Linked DNA regions of Cricetulus griseus: region 1 is linked to region 2. A link is a contact called in public Hi-C data. All regions are on one chromosome and are shown on one strand. The core of a region is the stretch at or near the end of the contact, and the rest is flanking DNA. Distances in the headings are between cores, read along the strand shown.

Evidence for each region. A called contact is a pair of places that touch in the nucleus more often than the background predicts.
Region 1: a contact with region 2 is called in a Hi-C map of the CHO-K1 cell line, with 6 times the contacts expected there. The contact joins the promoter of Sf3b5 here to the enhancer-like site in region 2. A contact is called at or near these places in 4 of 8 Hi-C or Micro-C datasets (the CHK-Q cell line, the CHO-K1 cell line and fibroblasts).

Annotation. Positions count from the first base shown.
Region 1 is chr2:275,868,066-275,870,990 of CriGri-PICRH-1.0, reverse strand. Sf3b5 (splicing factor 3B subunit 5) reads left to right here and starts at 1,386. Exons shown (of 1, transcript XM_027402005.2): 1 at 1,386-2,079. The coding sequence starts at 1,535. The coding sequence ends at 1,795.
Region 2 is chr2:275,454,938-275,457,883 of CriGri-PICRH-1.0, reverse strand. All of the region lies in intron 1 of Phactr2 (phosphatase and actin regulator 2), which reads right to left. Among named protein-coding and RNA genes, the nearest start is that of Phactr2, 45 kb to the right of the region's middle. Within about 2 kb of position 1,568, at least 1 of the 6 cell types and tissues checked has open chromatin away from gene starts, as enhancers often do. A contact at or near this core is called in the CHO-K1 cell line, where this site is marked.

The DNA of each region.
Region 1 (2,925 bases), core at 137-2,636, 410 kb before region 2:
GTAGACCTCTTCAGACCTCAATCTCATAGAGATCCACCTGCCTGGGCCTCCTGAGCGCTGGGATTAAAGGTGTGTGCCACCACTGCCTGAGGCATTCTTAATGGCACTGGAATTGCACTAATTTTTGATTTATTTCTTACTAACAGAATTTTCATGCAGATTCTACTTGTCTTAGTTGAAGTTTCTCTTGCTGTGACAGAACACTATAATTAAAAGCAACTCAGGGATGAAAGATTTATTTCATTTACTCTTCCGTATCACAGTTCATCATCTAAGGTAGGCAGGGCAGGAACCTGAAGGCAGGAGCCAATGCAGAGGCCATGGAGGGGTGCTGCTTAATGGCTTACTCTTCGTGGCTTTCTCAGTCTGTTTTCTTATTCAATTCAGGACTACCAGCCCAGGGGTGTCCCCACTGTAATAGGTTGGGCCCTCCCCTATTATCAGTCTCTTTGACTGAGATTGCTCTTTGTCCATTCATCAGATTTTTCTTTTAAAGAATACGATCTCCATCAAGCTATATAATATCCTCAAAGGATATCAGAAAAGAAGTACAGTATCTTTTTCTCAAGTAGTTTATACCTTTGTGAGGAGATACATAACCTCTAAGTTGAACATAAGGTGTAACCAGGCAGAAAAACAGAAGGAGAGAGTACTTGTCTTGAGACACAACTGACTTCCAGAAAATGATTGTAAGCAGCCTTAAAGTTAGGAGGTTGTTTGGTTGGAGGGCTCGGGCCCCTGGGTGGTGTGAGGAGTTGGAGCCTGGATTTTGATGTGGAAGACACCTGGTGTTGACACTCATCACCAAGCATTTAGGACCCAAAGAACTTTTCCCACTACCCAGATCCTAAGGGACAAAGCTGGGACCAAGGGCGGTCCGTGTGAGCTTCTAGGTACAAGAGATAGTTTTCCTGGTCACTTGTAGTCGTAATCGTTGGACACCATCCTACATTAGTCAGGCAAAAAAAAAAAAGAAGAAAAAAAAGGAAGGAAGGAAGGAAGGAAAGGAGGGAGGGAGGGAGGAGAAAGAAAGAAAGAAAGAAAGAAAGAAAGAAAGAAAGAAAGAAAGAAAGAAAGAAAGAAAGAAAGAAAGAAAGAAAGAAAGAAAGAAAGAAAGAAAGAAAGAGAGAGAGAGAGAGAAAGAAAAAGAAAACAAAAAACCAAACCAAAAGAAAAAAACACGCCAAATTCTTTGGACTACAAATCCCAGAATGCAACGCCGGAGTTAGAACGTGATCACCCAAGAGCCACTCAGCAGACCATCATGCAACGCTCTCCAAGTAGGCGGGCTCGCTGAGGGGACGGCCCAATGTTTCTTAGGCAACTCCAATGCCGCGGCAGGATTCACTTCCGCTTCCGCCTGGGAGAAGAGCGTCTGCGCAGGCGCCACAGTGGCGTCTTTCTCCCGCGCCTACACAGATAGAAGTTCCGTGTCGGGCCGGCAGCGGCGGCGGCGGCGTCTCTCAGGTTTGAACGCGGAGCGGGTAGCGTCGGGTCTGCGGCCTGATCTGGAAGCCTAGAGCGGAGCGGCGAGATGACGGACCGGTACACCATCCACAGCCAGCTGGAGCATCTGCAGTCCAAGTACATCGGTACGGGCCACGCCGACACCACCAAGTGGGAATGGCTTGTGAACCAGCACCGGGACTCCTACTGCTCCTACATGGGTCACTTCGACCTCCTCAACTACTTCGCCATCGCCGAGAACGAGAGCAAGGCCCGCGTGCGCTTCAACCTGATGGAGAAGATGCTGCAGCCCAGCGGGCCGCCGGCGGACAAGCCCGAGGAGAACTGAGGCGAGCGCTTCCCAGGCTCCCCCGCCGGCCAGCGGTGGGCCGGTCCTCCTTGCTCGGGCTTCTTCATCGTCTGTCACGCCTGGCCTGCTTACCTGTGGACGATTCCGAACAAGTCACCGAGAGACTGTCGGGACCCCCGGGAACTGTGCGGGAGGAGCGACCCTAGACCCGGCAAGCGAGGGAGAAGACGCCACGGGAGTGATGACGCGTTTCTAATGAGTCTGCCTTTCAGTAGTTGGTTGTCCTTCTTGCCATGTTTATAAAGTTTAGGATTTGTCCTATCTTTTGGTGTGGATTGCTGTGTTCCTTGGGTGGGGTCTGGGGAGGGTGCTGTGGACCAAGGTCTCAAGATGTTGCACGTTGCATCTGTTTTTCTTGAGAGTTAGTCTGTGTGTCTTCAGAAATGAAGAACGGATTTTTTTTTTTCATTCAGTGTTCACCAGAGCGTTTTCCAAAGGTTTGGGGGCATACATTATGCCAATTTGGAGAAAGGCTAAAATAGACCAGGGCTAGATGATGCAGGGAGATTGAGGAAGCTTGAAGAATTCGCAATTTTAAATACTATGCTTGTAATGCTAAGATATTGCGATGATGACATTTGAGAAAAGATTTTACGGAATCCAGAGAAAAACCGTGCAGAGCATGGGAAGTTGCTTACCATCTAATAGGGCATTCGTTGGTGTGTTTTAAGTTACTGAAGGAACACCAAAAAAGCAATGAGTCGCTGGGAGTGGCACACACCTCTAATCCCAGCACCCAGGAGGCAGAGGCTGAAGGATTTCTTGAGTTCAAGATCACATGAAAAAACCGGTAAGAGCCATTCACTGAGCGTTGTGGTACACGCCTTTAATCCTAGCACTCCAGTACTCTGTAGGCAGAGGCAGGGGATCTTGAGTTTGAGGCCAGTCTGCAGGTGGAGTTTCAGGACTGCCAGGGCTACACAGAGAAATCCTGTCTGGCTGCCTGCACCCCCCCCCCCCCAAGCAGTATGGCAGGAAGGGATGAGCAATAGAGCACAGGACAGCAACAGGAAGGAGAGGCTGGTAGGCCAATGCAAGGACTTGCTGAGGGAGGTCTTTGTTTAAAACATGATCTAATGCATTCTAGAAAAAGATTCCCAATCACATTC
Region 2 (2,946 bases), core at 319-2,818:
TGTTGTAAATAACATTAAAATGAATATCACTATGCATCCATATCTGATCACTTCCTTAACAATAGATAGATGGATAGATATAGATAGATGGATATATGGCTATTTTACTTTTATTTAATAAATTTGTTTCTATCCATATAGAGATTTGGATATATATAACTCAAACTCTTGTCTAGGTATCAGTCAGTGAATCAAGCTATCCATTTTTCCTCTTGATATTGGTTATCCGAGCCTGGCAATTGAATTTCTATTTCTGTTAGGTTTTTTTTTAACTTTCTCCTGTGGCTTGTAATTTTTATTTATGAGCTCATGCTCAGATGAGCACTATGTGGGAAAAGCATGAGCTAAAGCTGAGATTGCATTTCCAGAAAGAGTCTGCTTTAGACTTTCTAGGTATCCTACAATGTTCTACCTTTTTAAAAGCATATTTTAAACTGATTTTCAAAACATAAAAATTGTACATATTAATGAGGTCTCATGTAAAGCATGTGAGCATTGCATGAAGTTTAATTGGTGAACCGTATCTCTCTCCTCAAACATATACCATTAGAACAAGTTTTAAGTTGTTAGCTGACTTTGCCTTTACAGATATAGACAGGGGATATAAACTCTAGCCTCCTGCAGTGGGGCCGTGGCTCAGTGTGTAAAGTAGGTGCTGAACAGGCAGGGAAGACCAGAGACAGTGTCCTCAGCACCAGCACACAGTCAGGTTTGTTATCAGCTTCGAATCCAGCAGGAAGCAGCAGAAACAAGCAGATCCCAGGAGCTCACTGACCAGCCAGTCCAACCAGGTTCAAGTGAGACACCCTACTTCAAAAAAATAAAGTGCAGAGCAGTAAAAGAGACCCCATATTGACCTCTGACTTCCACAGATGCACATGTGGGCACATGTGCCTGCAGATACTACAAACACATGTGCACATGCACTTACACACACACACACACACACACACACACACACACACACTAGTCTCAGGTCTGCTTAAAGGTGATCTAAAATTATAAATTCTTATGGAATGTGATTTTCTATTCACAAACTAGCAGAAAACTATCATGTGTCCTATTTCTTTTAATGTCAGGTTTTGTCTTGTTTCTAATTTGCCTTTTATTGAGAACCCAGACTTCTGTCTGGGAATTATGTGACACAACGAGGTAGACTTTACAAAGACTAAGGCTCAGGGTGCTTCCACTTGCCATCCCAACACATAAACCAAGACAGATGGATTCATCTCCGAGGCAGAGAACTTCACCCAGACCTGAAGATATTGAGAGACACTCAGGTTTGGGCCGTGGCTTCATTGTCTGCTATTCACCTTCATATCCATTTCCCTGAAGAATCTTTCACATTTTTTGAAGCTTCCATAAACCATTTAAAAGGAGGTAGACATTTCCAACCCTGTTATTTGTACGACTTCTATAATAGAAGGTTTTTGCAGAATATCTTTTCTACAATATCTCCGGAAGTAGCTCCCCCTGGCTTCTAGAGCCCTTGTCACACTCTCCCTCCCTCCTCAGGATTGTCAGCATCGCATCGATCCCCTCTTCATTCTGAGTCACCTCCGTGTTTATGTGGGTGACTCATCCTTGGTGATGTACATCTCCAAGCCCTTTGAGCCCCCACACTGTGGGGCCCCTTCTGCAGGGACAGAGCCACCTGAATGCCTTGAATGCATCATATCACTCCTGCATCATGAGCTTTTGTGTTTGTAATTGTCTGATTCATCCTCTCTGCCAGTTCCGGACTCACAGTTCTCCATCCCACGCACCAAGACCTCTGTGCTCCCTTTCCTCCCACCCAGTTGCCATGCAGGGCCCCTGCCTCACTCTCCATGGCTACTCCCCTGTCCTGTTGTCCTTCAGTTTCATCTGTCCAAGAAGATGTCTGTAACTTGGGTGACTCTGAGTCTCTTTTAAAAATCTGCAAGTCATTCCTCTTTCATTCCACGAAACACCTGGGCCTGTCTTCACAGTCCATGCCAGGAGAAACAACTTCCCATCTCACAGAAGACATCAGCACCAGAGGAGGCCATCTTTTGGCTTTCTCTTAGCACATGTCAACCAAACCCAGCCTCTCGAGGCTGCCTTTCAAGATGGTGCATAAGAATCCCCATTTCTCTGACCAGGATGCAGACTAAGACTCCCTGGTCATGAACAGAGTACAGCAAAAGTAATTATGTAGGCCTGGCGAGGTGGCTCAGTAGGTAAAGCACCTACCACACACAAAGGAGGATGTGAAGTGGATCCCCCAGCACCCATGTGAAAACCCGGAATGGTGATGCATGCAGACAATCCTAGTGGTGGGGTGGCAGGAGCAGGAAGATCTTTGGGCCTTGCTGGTCAGCTAGTCTAGGCAAATCAGTGAGCTCCAAGTTTAGTGAGATTCAGTCTCAACATAAGGTAGGTAAGTGATTAAGAAAGACACTTGTCATCAACCTCCACCCTCCGCACACATATACAACTGTATGTGCACACATGTGCACACACAAACCCATGCAGAATGATCAAGTACCACCATGGAGAGAAGGCTGCCTGCCAGCTGATCATGGCTTCCATCTTGCCTGCCCTTGCTTGCCTTTCTTTCTGTCCCTTAGAGAAGCTGGCTGCCACGCTGTGCGTTGCCCCATGGAGAGGCCCACGTAGCAAGAAGCAGGGTGGCCAAACAGCTGCTGGTGAGGAGCTGTGGTTCTCAGGCCAACAACTCACAGAGGACAGAAGCCAGCCAACAACTACGTTAGTGAGCTTGGAAGCAGGGCCTCCCTGTCCAGCCAGCAGTGACTGAGGTCCTGGCAGAGACCTTGATTGCAATCTGGGAGCGATGCTGAGCCTGAGAACCCACCTACAATGTTCCTGGACTCTTGACCCACAGAGACCATAAGTGGTTTTTAAGCAGTTCCATTTGGGGGATATTTGTCACATGGCAACAGAAAATTAATAGACACACCTAGG